Linked DNA regions of Sus scrofa: regions 1 and 3 are each linked to region 2. A link is a contact called in public HiChIP or PLAC-seq data. All regions are on one chromosome and are shown on one strand. The core of a region is the stretch at or near the end of the contact, and the rest is flanking DNA. Distances in the headings are between cores, read along the strand shown. Region 1 overlaps ELMSAN1 (ELM2 and SANT domain-containing protein 1). Region 2 has its middle 15 kb from the start of PTGR2. Region 3 holds the start of PNMA1 (paraneoplastic antigen Ma1).

Region 1 (4,468 bases), core at 59-2,558, 81 kb before region 2:
TATGTAACTTGCATGCAGCACAAAGATACCTGCCAAGGCTGAGATCCAATCCAGCCTGATCGCCTTTGGTCAAGCTGGGATAAGGAGTGGCAACGGCCATGGTGGGTTCTCTTCTCCTCTGAAGCCAGGCCTCAACCCCCTGGACAGCCAGGCAGGTCCTCTTACATCTGACCAGGCAGTAGCCTCCTCACCAGACCCAGCAGGAGTTTTGCCTCCTCTGACACTCCTGCTCTGAGACCTCAGACAGAAAGGGGAGGAAACAGGAGCCATTCCCAACTGTGCAGCCCAAGGGTTGGAAGCCCCACCAGGCCCTTGCAGAGTCCCAGGCCCAAGGCTAGGCCCAAGCACTGGTGGTAGGTAAGGCCCCAGAAGGGTGTGTGCAGTTCTAGCCCCACCCCTGGGAGGAGCTGCTGGGTGGAACTGTGGCTGCCGATTCTTCCCCTAACAGCACAGAACCTGTTTTGCAACCTCTGCTGGCTGGAGACAGGATCCAGCCCGGTGGCTGGTCAACAGTTCCCACCCCGCCTCCGCCACTGCCAAAGAGCGCCTGGCATCTGGAGTAAAGGAATAGTAGAGCTGCAATATTGCGGGTGTGCAGACTGCTTAGAACTTCTCAGGTCCAGAAGGTTTCTCCAGGACATGGCGTGACTAAGGGCTCACAGTGTTCCTGTGTTTGTTTTCTAACTTGATTTTAAAAACAAAAACAAAACCAGGTTGCTCTATTTATCCTGCTACACAGTGGAAAGAACTGAGACCAGTATTTTTCATTTACATGTGCTTTTATTACTTACATGCAAGTTATAACTGACACCTATCACTTGCATGTATTCAGACGTTTTCTTTCTTCAGAGAGGGTTTTTTTGCTGTTGTTTACTGTGTGAGGGGTGCCCCCCTCTGGAGGTTGGTGATGGGAGGGGGAGCAGCTACAAGATCCACCTCTTTGCCAAAGGAAGATTCTGATCCTGAGCCACTCAGTCTAGAAGGGGGTTGGGGGGGGGGGAGAGAGCTCAGGAAGCCCTGGGGACTGGATCTGCAGGTCCAGGCTGACCTCAGACGTCAGAACCGAGAAACTCGAGGTCACTGTTAGCAGCTCCGGGAGTTCCTAGGAAAGCCGCCGAGAGGAGAGCAGAACTGGGCACACGGGCAGACTCTAGTACGAAGCCCTGGCTGCCCCCGGCGATGCCCCGACCCCTGGGAGGCGGCCGCGCTATCGCTCCTCCGCAGGCTTCCGCAGCTCCCCAGCCCTTCCCCTCCAGGAGCAGCGGGCGTGCCGCGCTCCCGCCCCCTGCTGCCTCTCACTTTCACCCAGCACCCCGAAGGGGAGGAACTTCCTCCTCCATTTCCTTCCTCAGCTCCCAGGCCCTGTCGCCCGCGAGAGCGACGCTCCCTGCTCGCCCCCCCCCCTTTGTCTCGCCTCTGGAAGCTGCAAGAGGGGGAGACAAGGCGGACCCCCAGTCACCCAGACCCCGGCACAAGGGGAGGACGAGGACCAGCCGAGAGGGCTGAGGCCACGGAAACCGCTTCCCCGAACACCCCCCCCCCCCGCCCTCTTGCTTTTAAACCCTCATTCCCTGACAGCCAGCCCAATTCAGAGCGGAGCCCTACAGTCAGCCGCCAGACCGAAAATAACCCCGGGCGCCATCCTGAAGCTGCAGGGTGGGACTGTCCCGGCTCCAGATCTCAGGCTCTGCCTCTCCAGTCAGCACAAACCAGCTACAAGTACGTGTGTGTCTGCAGACGCAAGACCCAGGAAGGAAGAACGTGCAGGAGGGAGGGAAGGGGGGAGGGGGAGGGCGCAGGTCCACGTGCCTCCCGTGAACTGGGAGCCTCCCCTCCCCTACTGTACACAGACAGCCCCCCCCATCACATCACAGCCCTGTCGCCTTGTGAGCCACAGCACAGGCTTGGGGCTTGGAGGAAGGGAAGGTCCACGTGGCAGATGGGCTTGGGTGCACGTGTGTGTCTGAGGCAGGGTACCCAGGCACGAGGATGGCCGCTCAGCGGTAGGGGAGATGCCGGTGGAGTCCGTGAAGAGGGATCCAAGGTAGGGCTGCTCCTGCTCCAGGCCTGCTCACCTGCAGCTGCTTGGTCAGGTCAGGAAGGGCCAGGCTCAGCTGGTCTACCTCCCATCCCCCGCTGTGCACAACAAGGAGGGCCTTTCGTCTGGACGCCACAGTAGGTTTCCAAAGCTGGGCCAAGAATTGTTTAGAAGAAATCAAAGGGCCAATTCAGGAGAGGCTGAAGCTTCTGCAGAGGCCTCCCTGTCACCCCCATTGGAAGGCTGCTAACAGTGCTAAGAGCACAGACACCCAGGCCTGGGACCCTCAGAGAAGAAAGGTGGTTATCTAGGGGGATGGAAAAAGAGTGGAAGATGCCTGGGAACCCTAGAGGTAGGAGGAGAGGCACCAGGGCACGTAATAATAGTAGTAGTAGCAGCAGCAGCTAGTATATGCAATAATAATAACAGGAGTTCCTATTGTGGCCCAGTGGATTAAGAACCTGACTAGTGTCCATGAGGATGCAGGTTCCACCATTGGCCTCACTCAGTGCGTTAAGGATCCGCTGTTGCCATGAGCTGTGGTGTGGGTTGCAGATGCGGCTCAGATCTGGCATGGCTGTGGCTGTGGCGTAGGCCAGCAGCTGCAGCTCCCATTTGACCCCTAGCCTGGGAACCTCCCTATGCCACAGGTACAGGCAGATCCTAAGTGTGCTGCACATGTTTTCAAGACAGCATGAAGCTAAAGCAGGAAGCACTGGCATTTTAACCTCCATTTTACGGCTGAGTTAGATGAGGTGCAGAGGGGCTGAGTAACTTGCCAATGGTCTCATGAAAATTATAGTTACAGAGTCAGGGCTTGAACTTAGGTCTGCCTGACTCCAAGACCAAGCTTTTATTCCTTATCCCTAAGACAGGGGGCTAGGACGTCAGGGCCCTCTCTGCACACCTCCTTTCCACAGCATGCTCCCAATCTTTGGTCTCAGGGCAAGCATTTTCTGGAACACAGATATCCCTCCTCACTGGCGCTGGGAAGCCCCTTACCCTCACCTGAACTGTTGGCAGGTAAACCTCTCCTATCCGGCCCCGTACAGCTGGGACCCTTAGTCCTATGGGAAGGGAAGGAGGGAAGGGGCCTCCCCACAGAGGTGCCAGCAGGCTGGGGAGTCCACTGGCCGCTTTGGCCTCGTTCTCCAGGCCAGGACCCTCCATCCCCTGCAAGCCCAGCCCTGCCTCAGTTCTGGTTGCTGCTGCTGGGGCTTCCAGCTCTCATACCCCATTCCTACGGCTCAGCCTGCATCCTGGCCGGACTGAGCCACTTCCTCCTATTTCTTCTGCCCCAGCCCTCCTCCTCTGTCCCTCAGGTAGAAGTCAGCCTGGCCTTCCTCACAGGGAGGAAGAGGAAGGAAGCCATCCTTTCCGAAGGCTGCCGACCGATGGGCCAACTCCCTGGGGTTGCAGGGAGGAGGGTCTAATGAGGAACTCCTGTAAGGCAGCTCACCCCTGGGACCAGCCACGGGGCCTCTGACAACGGATGCAGAAACACTGCAAAAGGAAACCCACAGACATCATGGGGCCCCAGACACTTACACCCACTCTATCAGTCTGTTTGACTGTCTGTTAAGGCTCGATTCACTCTTCCCTTCCTCCAAGAGCCTCACTGCTGCAACCAGTCTCTGACCACACCACAAACAGTCCTGGGCAGAAGATACAGCAAGAATCTGATCTCAACGCCAGGGACCTATGGGCTTTCAGGAGGACCTATTGTGAGAAGCACTTTCTCTCCGCAGAGGAAAGCAGTGTGCACTAAGAAAACAGTGCTGAACCCACACATGTGTTTTGCAGACACGAAGGAAGGTGCTGCAAAGGCCGTTGGGTGTTCTGTGCTGGTGGTGACACCAGGCCCTCCAAGGATGGCAACTTGAACACATGCTGCCCCCCGCCCCCCATAGGCCATCAGTAGCCCAGCCATGTGCCCAACATTGGCTGGGACAGTCCAGTGAGCCCTTACCATAGGGCAATGGGGCCAGGCCTAGTGACCCCTGAGGGGACCAGAGCAACTCACAAGTTTGGGGCATTCAGTGCAGCCATCCGAGAGGCAAGACTGTTGTGAGTCAAGGTTACACAGGCCAGGAAAAGGGTACCCGGCTTGGTCCCAGCAGCCACAGGACCTGAGCCCTGATCTGGGGATGAGAGCAGACTGAAGCCTCCCCCTCCCCCCGCCCCAACCCCTGGAGGCTAATGCTCCAAGCCTCAGGCTAATGTTCTTACCTGTGCCACCCCTAGCCCCACAAACTCTGCACTAGGAAGAGGAGGAATCAGAGCTCATGCATCTCCAACCAGAGGCAAAACAGACCAAGAGATGGCATCCAACAAGGCCCCAAATCTCTAGGCCAGCCGGCTCCCTGAGCACCAATGAGGCTGTCTTAGGACAAAGTCTAAACTCGTTATCAGGCCCACAAGTCCCTGCAG
Region 2 (4,640 bases), core at 1,804-4,303:
GAAAATTTCCTTCAGAATTTCCATTGTGTCTCAGCGGTAACAAATCCAGCTAGTCTCCATGAGAATGTGGGTTCAAACCCTGGCCTCCTCAATGGGTTAAGGATCCAGCATTGCCACAGGCTGGGCATAGGTCATAGATGTGGCTCAGATCCAGCTTTGCCATGGCTGTGACATAAGCCAGCAGCTGCAGTACTGATTCAACTGCTAGCTGGGGAACTTCGGTATCCCACAGGTGTGGCTGCAAATGTTTTTTAAAATTTTCTTTTATCTGCATTTTCCCCTTGCCCATAGTGAATAATCCCTCTGATGTGTTTAACAGTTATAACAGTATTTGTATGTTTCCTTACAAAAGATGCAGTATAGGATTTCTGTTGTGGCTCAGCTGATTAGGAATCCATGAGGATGTGGATTTGATCCCTGGCTTCCTTCAGTGGGTTAAGGATCTGGTGTTCCCAAGACTATGGCATAGGTCAGAGATGTGGCTCGGATCTGGCATTGCTGTGGTTGTCATGTAGGCCAGCAGCTGCAGCTCCCATTCCATCCCTAGCCAGGGAACTTCCACATGCCAAGGGTGTGGCCATAAAAAAAAGATAAAAATAAATAGATAAAATATGTAGTATATATATGAAATGTTTATATAAACGATGTTGTACCATAGATCTTATTCAATTTCTTACTATTTTCTTTCAATATGGTTTTACGGGCTGTCCACATGGCTGTGCTACATGCAGTTTCTTGCTCCTAACTGCTCTATTCCTCCCTTCCCCCAGTAGTGAGCCCCTGGGGCCTTAACTCCCATTAGCACAAAACACCCTGCAAGGGACAAGCTTATGTACCGTTGGTCCTATGTGAGACATTCTCTAGGGTGTATTTCCTGGTGGCTTACATTTTCTTCTAATATGTTTTCGTTTGTTTTTTCTTCTATTCATATGTCCATCCACAGTTGATTAGTCTATCTGGGTACATTTAGCTTTTGCTATGATCTTGACTCAATTAACTCTTGACATTTTCTTCTGGCAAAAAAAAAAAAAAACACTCCTAATTTGCATTTTGATCATGCTTCTTTGACATTGTTTGAACTAGGGATTGGATGGGTGGGTGGGGGCTTGTTTTATTTGCTTATTTGGAATCTCAGCTCCAAGATTTATATTAGTGATAATAATAGAACTTAGTTTGGGTCCCTCCTAAAGCAGAACTGAGACAAGGACTTTGTGACAATAGTTTATTTAGGAGGCTATCCCAGGACAACAATGAGAAAGAGGAGAGAATGATGGAAGAAGGGAAGACAATGAAAGATGCATTACTGGGCTGGTTATCACTGTGAACAGTTGGCTCAGTCTCCCTAGGGATCCTTTGAAGAACCATATAAAAACCACTTAGAATTGTCTCTCCGAAGAATGAGGGTGTAGGACATTTATCTATCAACTTCCATCCTTCATTGGTTGAGAGTTGCCCCTGGGGAGACACACACACATACGCACACACTTTCCTGCTGTGGCTGTGCCTGCAAGTAGTAAAGCAAGCTTCTAAGCTAGAAGAAAAGCTGAGTGACTTGCTGGTGCTTGAGAGGAGAGGCAATCAGCACGCACAGAAGCATCGAATTTTGGCTGCCCCGTGGGTGTGCACAGCCTTGCCTGCTAACTGCTTTCTGACCCATTTCATCCCTGCACTTGCTATTCATGTATTGACCACATGTGACCTAGCAAGGCCCACTCAAACCTCTCCCTGGGCCAGATCTATTATACACCCCTCTCACTGGCCTTAAGCAGCCCCCTTCTGGAAATTTAGCACTTTCTTCTTGCGAAGCAGGCATGCCTTCTTCATTTATCTCTCTGGCTTCACTTTACTTTCTTTCCCTCTTCTCTCCCATTTACCCTGCAAGCCTGCCGGGATCCCCAGTAGCATCAGTAAACCCTACTCAGATCATTTGCTTACCTGCTCTCATAGAAAGTACCCACTCTCAGAAGAAAATAATAAAAAAAAGTAGTTGCTGTTGTAGCTTAGTGGGTTAAGAACCCAATTAATATCCATGAGGATGCAGAGTCAATCCCTGGCCTCACTCCTCAGTGGGTTAAGGATATGGCGTTGCTGCAAGTTGCAGCTGAGATCTCAGATTCAGCTCAGATCTGGCATTGCTGTGGCTGTGGCTGTGGCTGGTGGCTACAGCTCCGATTCGACCCCTAGCCTAGAAACTTCCTATGCTGTGGGTGTGGCCCTAAGAAGACAAAAGACAAAAAAAAAAATAAAAATAAAATAAAAGAAGAAGAAGCAGAAGCGGAACAAGATCCAATACTATTTGAGCGCTTACTAAGGGGCAAGTGCTGTGTAAAAGGCAGTTCAGTCATTTCCTTACTTTTTCCTCACAACAGCCTCATGAACTTAGTACTGTCATCATGCTCTTTTCACAGATGAAGAGATCAGCTTGGAGAAGATGCCCCCTGCCAACCCCCACCCCAGCTGATGGAGCTGGGCCTCAAGCATGGGTGTCTGGCCTTAAGGATTTCTTTTTGACCACTCCACTTAGCTCATCTATTCATTGCCAACCGACCTTTGGAGAAGGGACTTCACTTCTTGCACCTGGTTTTTGACTTTTCAAACAGAACAGTCTTTAGGATTCCTCTTTTTCTCCTCACAAGATTATTTGAAAGTATGAGATAGGACTTTAAGATATTAATACATGTAACAGATTGGCTATGGCTTTCTTGTTCTGTTTTGGTTTTTGTTTGTTTTCATTTTCTTGGTTCATGGTCTTACCACCATGAGATACTTTCTCCCCAGGCCTAACCCCAATGGAGTATTCCCCCAGCCTCCAGAAACCTGGAATTCTACAATCAGAAATTAATTCATTTGGTGTCAGCTCCCAGTTCTACAGGAGAGGATACAGAGTAATACTTCTCAGCCATTCGTACCTTAGAATGAGTAATTTATGACCTTTTCTGAGAGCTCGTCTTTTTTTTCCTGAGAGCTAGTTTTGAAAGAGGAGGCAGGGGAGAAGCATGAATGTACTAAGCCTGGATTAAAGAGAAGCCACACTAGGTCATCACCCTAGAAAAGCTCTTGCACCTGTGCAACAGGATTTATGGGCAAGAATGTTCTTGGCAGCATTGTTCCTAATAGCCTCAAACTGGAAACAACCCCATCTGTCAAGTATAGAATGGAAAAACACACTGTAGGGTATTCATACAATGGAATATAATACAGCAATGAAAATGAGTGACCAAGATTTACAAGATTAGACTTGTCTGAGTCTCACAAACATAATACGAGGGAAAGAAAGTTGACGTGGAAGAATGTGTTCAGTAGGAATCTACACATGTGAAGTTCAAAGACAAGTTGTAGAATTATAAAAAAGAAGAAGGAAATTAATAGGATGAATGCCAGGATAATAGTACCTAATTGTAATGGGGAGGGCGGGGGTTGTGATTACTCAGGGAACACACAGGGGCTACTTTTTTTTTTTTAATGGCCAAACCCATGGCATATGGAAACTCCTGGGCCAGGGATTGAATCTGAGCTGCAACTTCAATCTACGCCACAGCCGTGGCAACCCTGGATCCTTTGGGGCACCTCAAAGCCACACCTCTGCAGCAACCCGAGCTGCTGCAGTGGGATGATTCTTTTTTTTTTTCTTTTTTTGGTCTGCCCAGTGGCATAAGGAGTTCCTGGTTCAGGGATCATATCTGAGCCACAGTTGCAACCTATGCCACAGCTGTGGCAACGCTGGATCCTTTAACCCACACTGTGCCAGGCCAGGGATCACACCTGTATCCTGATGCTGTAGAGACGCCACCGATCCTGTTTTGCCAATGTGGGAACTTCTGTAGTGAATTCTTAACCCTCTGTGCCACAGCAGAATCTTCACACCGGGGCTTTGTGAAGGCTGATAGTTATTATTTCTTAATCTGAGTGTTGGTTACACAGAGAGTTACTTTGCACTTAACAGTCAGCTTTCCAGTATCCATGGATATGGAACTACGACACAGAGGGCTGAATGAACTACATCATGTTTATATGAATGCACCTGCAGGTTTTGGTATCCTTGGGGAGGCCTGGAACAAATCCCCTGCAGCTACCAAGGGATGACTATTTATTAAATTGTCCAAACATGCTCTGCATATTTAGGGGTTTTTTTCTGTTTTATATATGTATGTTTCATCTTGCTCTTTTGGAAAAAAAAGGGAGGGAGGGAGGGAGGAAGGGCAGGAAAGCCAGCCTCCCAAAACCAGAGCTCATTTCTTTGTATAACTAACCCAGTCCCGGTTCTAGGAGACCCGGGAGAGAAGTAGTGACGTTTGGGAAAGGGGGTGAAAGGCTCTGCACTTAGCATCTGTAGAGAGCCAACTGCACTGGATTCTGCCAGTTTTCCAAAGTGATTGAATCGATTTATTCTTTCACCAGCCAAGAGTCCCCATTGTTTTGCATTTCCTTTATCATTTGATGTCAGATTTTTAAATCTTGACTTCTTTTGTAAGATGTATAAAGGTATCTCATTATTGTCTGAAGTTGCTTCCTTCTAGTAGTTAATGAACTTGAGCATCTTTTTGATACATATTTTGTCTTTTATGAAATGCCTATTCAAGTCTTTTACCCACTTTAAAAATTGGGTTATTTGTCTTTTTTGAATTGATTGATTGGAGTAT
Region 3 (4,766 bases), core at 1,027-3,526, 110 kb before region 2:
TTCTTTTGGTATCCAGGCCCTGCACTCATTATACATCTGAACATGCAATTTCATATTTAATTACCTTGATGGGAAGAGTCACGAGACCACATTTTTCACAACCGATGATGGTGCCATGATGATAGCTTGCAATGAGGACTCACGTCCAAGCCTTTCCCTGGCATTGTAGCTAGCATGACCCACGAGCGCTGCAGCAGATCTGGTGCTCCCCTGCACGATTGTGCTAATGACACATGAATACCCAGGCCGGACTCCCGCCCAAAAACAAAAAACACCGCTTAGTCTTTACTAGCAGGAGACACACCTGTAAGACATCACAGAGACAATGAAAGCAGCCGTGATCTAGGTCTGAACTAACGCCCCCTTTCCTGGGACTCAGAAGTGCCCCTCCAGGCCTAACTGCAGGAGGGCGGCCTCAGCCTCCTCCTCCTCTTCCTTGGCCTCCTCCTCGCGGATCTGCACCAGCAACTGGAAGAGGTTGGGGGCCGGCCCTTCAGCAGCCCCGGTCAGCCACAACTGCCTTCGGATGGCTCCGCTGTGATTGGCCCCGGCAATGACCTGCTCCAGGCGGGCCTGGTTCACGTTATCTTTATCTATGGCCCCCTTCTCAACCACCTTCTGCAGCAGAGGCTCCAGACGAATCACATAAGCAGATAATTTTTCTCCCGGGTTCTGGTATGTGTTCAGAAATCTCACCTGCGCATCCCTAGAGCTCTCGACGCTCCCAAACACCTGCTCCAGCGCCTTCAGGCATTCAGCGGTGGTAATCGCAGGGTTGTTGGTCTTGAGGATGCGGATGACATCAGCGGCAGGGCCTCTAAGGCTCTCCATCAACCGCCGCCTCTTTTCTACATCAGGCACCTGCCACTCCTCTATGACCTCATTAGTGTGCTCCAGCCAGGGATCAAATGCCTCCTCCCCTGGCCCCGGAATGTCCCTTCCCGAGAACAACGTCAGCTTCTTGTACCATATGGACTCAACCAGAGGCTGAATAACATTATCCAAAATATAGTTTAGCATCTCTGCCGGCATTTCGGGGCCTGGGGCCGGAGTGGGGTTCTGAAACCCAAGGACACGGGCAACATCTTGCACGGTCCACCCCTCTCTTGCTAGGAAGAGGTGCAACCTTTCTAAAAATTCAGCATCGGAAGTGGGGGGCTTAAAGACTACTTTCCAGACCCCTCCTTTACCTGGCATCTCCCTGGGGATCGCAGCATAATCGACAGCACCAGTGAGCTCTAACAAGGCTGCTTTGGCATTCTCTTCCCTCCAGAACATTCTCCCAAGCACTCGATAGGGCACCTGGGGCATCGCAGCTTGAAAGGTCTCTTCGATTTCGGTCTCATCACAGTTCACAGGGATCCCCCAGACCAGAAGGGCTCTCTGGGAGTTCACATCCATCCCCCTACACCAATCTTCCAGCAGTGTCATCGCCATTTTCCCAACTATCAAGGGCCCCAATTCTACAAATACAATTAGACTGTGGCTCCCTGTGCTCTAAAACTGAAGACAATAGCAGACGCTCCCACCGCCACCTCCCCCCATATGCCCGAGGGAGTCAATCACGTTTAACAAACGACACCAGTGTCCTGCTCTCCTCTTTTCGCTGCCCCTCAAAGCCAGGCCTCCGCGTTCTCGGAACGAAGCCTCGGGGATGCTCAGTCACATGGCCATCGCCATCTTGTGTCTCCGGTCGGGATCCGCAGGCCGGGTCCTCCACTTACAGGAAGGTGTCGCGTCGGAGCGCAGAGGCGAGGAAAAAAGGCGGGCGGCGAAAGCAGGAGCCGCAGGGCTTGATCGCGGGACGTGGCCGCCTCTTCGCAGCCTGGGCGCCAGGCACTCGCTGCTGCTCCCAGAGGGTGCAAGCTTTCGTTGCCAGAGCGGAGCACGCCTCAGACGAGCTAGGAGCCGCTTCTCCGCAGACAAGAACTAGTACCGCCCCCGGAGGGAAAGACTGTCCTAAGGGAAAGACAGCGGCGGCAGCGAGGCCAACCCGAGAGAGCTTCTTCGTGGGCAAACGTATCCCTCTGGGCGGCGAGGACGCCAAGGACCAAGAACACAGGCAGCAGAGGCGCAGGAAAGACGCGGAAGCCAGGCTAGAGGAGGCGCAGGCGCAGTCGCAGGCAGGCCGCGGCAGCCCCGCACGCAGGCGACCGCGGGCCGAGGTGGGCTGGAGCTGCACAGTTGTACCTCGGTCCCACCCGCAGCCAGCCTAGCCTTTACTGCCGCAGTGGAGGGCGGGGCCGGCCTTCGACCCGCCTCGCCCCGCCCCCCGCGGCCCTGCCCGCGCGACCGTAGCCACGGCAACCACCGACGCGAGACGCCGGAGCTCTAGCGGCCTGCAGGGGCGAATGGTTGCCATGGTGGCAGCTCGGGGCCGCGGGCGTTAATTTCCTTTACCGCGCATTTCCTTTTTCGCATTTTCCAGATTTTTTTTTTTCTTAACAAAGCACTGTGTTTAAAAGATAATATAATTCTGGAGTGGATTTAAGATGATATCCGGCCGTCAAGAAAGACTTGTCTACTCGCGTCGCTCGTTCAGAGGCAATGCTGTATAATACCCTGTACCACCTGACTGCACTCTGCACCCTCTAAATTTTATCCCAGTGAGTTGAGACTTCTTCTTGTCTAAAATGTTGTAAAAAGATCTAGATCTCTATGAATAGTAACCCGGCAAACACTAATGTGTTATTTCCCCTGCCCTGGCATCATGGATAAAACAGGCCTTATGGTTCAAAAATGTCAAGTATCCTTTGGAAGCAAACCAAGGCACACTTACAATCCCAGATGGTGAGATAATAAATCTTTCCCCCAAAGGACACAGAAATCAACTCTGAATTTTTAAAACCTTATTTAATAAAAGGTTTAAAGATACAGAAGAACATTCAAAAGTAAATAAGTTACATAGGTACATTACAATCACATCAGCAAGATTTTCTTTAGTGTGTTAATTTTTTTTTTTATAAAAAGCACACAAAAAATAAAATCTTCCGTCTGGTCTATCACAACTGTACAGCAAAAGAGGTAATATTTATATATATGTACACTATTTTAATATGTAACAGTCTTTTAAAAAAGGGTGCCACAGGCAGCAAACACACAAAAGGCAGTGTCTGATTTTTTCAAAATAAAAGGAATATACTTATTTATATGCTATTAAAATATTTGTACAATAATTACAGACTATCAAGGCTGTTCCTGTGCTCTGTCCCCTCCAACAAGGCCTTTGACTAAGAGACAAATGAGGAAAAGGTGAAACAGCTGCAAATTGTTAGTTAGAGGCAAATATTAATACAGCAAAATATGGGGAGGACATACAATTGTTTTATAAAAATATGCATACTTCCTGTAAACCTAAGGAGTTAGGCTTGCCACTGGTAATAAATACCATCTGAGAAAACTGAGCCCCGGTAAAAACATATTTAAACAGCTGAGGCTTGTGTATGTGTTGTATTCCTCCTTCATCTTAACATCTGGCACATGAGAAGAAAGAGGTTAGGTCATTGAGGCAGTTAAATATAGGGGATCCCTTTAGACATAAGCAGCACACGACCTCTGTGCCAGGGGTGGAAGTGGAGTAGCCAAAGGGATAGGTGTGTACCTTAGCTGTGACAGGGGTTGCTGAAGGCATGGAGGACAGTGTCGAAGCCCTGTCTCCTTGGGTGGCTAAGAGACCTCAGAAATGGTCTAGAACACAGGCACTAGGTTAATCTCATGCCCTTAGCTGAGTGTAGCTGGAGGCTGCGAGATGGGTATGTAAGGTGGTGTACAGAGGACATTATAAAGCTGAAGGTGTTTTCACTTAACTTCTTAAAGCAAACAGCTCTGAACAGAAAAGAAAAAAGAAAAAAACAACACGAGCCTGATATGTTCACAGGGAGAAAGCACCATAAAGGGTAAGCCTATGCCAGCTTCTATGGCTGCACCTACTTTATTGGCAGGTCACTTGCCACAATTGCATCTGCCCTCTAAACAGTTTACCTTTCGCATTACATTCTAAATATGAATCCATCCTGGATCGTAAACCCTTTCAAAACATGGTGTCAGTCGGGGTTAATACAGAGAGGTACCATCTTGATCTTTTCCACCTACATTCACCTGGTCTGGTCTCTCTGGGCTTAGAAGAGGAGAATCACTCTAGACAAAGGAGGTTTCTGTTGCCACATGTCCAAAAAAGAGGCCTGAAACGAAACATAATTCAAATAGAAAAAACCTTGGGAAACGTAAGTAGCACTTTGGGGAGAAGCTGCAAAGGCACTCATATTACACAAGTGATTTAGAAGAGAGCCTAAATTTGCTACCCTCTTATTTTTGCAAAGTATGTCAGATTTTTGCAATCTTGGGCCACTGAGTTTATAGAAGCCTAAGGAAGAAACTAATGGGAAGCTGGAGGTCCCTAGGTAGCCATCAGGAACTGGGGAAGGGAAAGAATTTTGTTACTCCAGTACCGGGGCTCCTGCTGTATAACCATATGAATACATAAGTGAATGCGAAAAAAGACCTGACAGTGCATAGTTTAGAAACAAAACTCCCTCCCCACTCCCAGCTACCAACATTGATGCCTTTAGGCTATCTCATTGGCGGATCAGAATGAATATTTCTTGGCTCCTTCCTAACCTGTCATATACTTGCATGCACCCAGAACTGCTTTTACGCAGCTAAAGGAGAATAACGAGACCAGGAAAGTAACTCAGTCTTCCTGTAGGACTGGCAAGTGAAGGGGCCTCCAGAAACCTCCAGCCCCTTCACTTCAGTGGCGAGATGCC

What was found. HiChIP or PLAC-seq counts read pairs in DNA pulled down with a chosen protein or histone mark.
Region 1: a contact with region 2 is called in an H3K27ac HiChIP or PLAC-seq map of skeletal muscle. The contact joins two enhancer-like sites. A contact is called at or near these places in 2 of 5 promoter capture datasets (fetal skeletal muscle and liver), 36 of 47 Hi-C or Micro-C datasets (adipocytes, adipose tissue, alveolar macrophages and 17 more) and 2 of 2 datasets of contacts at active chromatin or transcription factors (alveolar macrophages and skeletal muscle).
Region 3: a contact with region 2 is called in an H3K27ac HiChIP or PLAC-seq map of skeletal muscle. The contact joins the promoter of PNMA1 here to the enhancer-like site in region 2. A contact is called at or near these places in 1 of 5 promoter capture datasets (fetal skeletal muscle), 33 of 47 Hi-C or Micro-C datasets (adipocytes, adipose tissue, alveolar macrophages and 15 more) and 2 of 2 datasets of contacts at active chromatin or transcription factors (alveolar macrophages and skeletal muscle).

The regions. Positions count from the first base shown.
Region 1 is chr7:97,077,538-97,082,005 of Sscrofa11.1, forward strand. All of the region lies in intron 1 of ELMSAN1 (ELM2 and SANT domain-containing protein 1), which reads right to left. Among named protein-coding and RNA genes, the nearest start is that of PNMA1, 28 kb to the left of the region's middle. Within about 2 kb of position 1,309, at least 52 of the 83 cell types and tissues checked have an H3K27ac peak or open chromatin away from gene starts, as enhancers often do. A contact at or near this core is called in skeletal muscle, where this site is marked.
Region 2 is chr7:97,157,203-97,161,842 of Sscrofa11.1, forward strand. No RefSeq gene overlaps it. Among named protein-coding and RNA genes, the nearest start is that of PTGR2, 15 kb to the right of the region's middle. Within about 2 kb of position 3,054, at least 1 of the 83 cell types and tissues checked has an H3K27ac peak or open chromatin away from gene starts, as enhancers often do. A contact at or near this core is called in skeletal muscle, where this site is marked.
Region 3 is chr7:97,049,581-97,054,346 of Sscrofa11.1, forward strand. It overlaps PNMA1 (paraneoplastic antigen Ma1), which reads right to left and starts at 2,277. Exons shown (of 1, transcript XM_021099497.1): 1 at 1-2,277. The coding sequence starts at 1,437. The coding sequence ends at 376.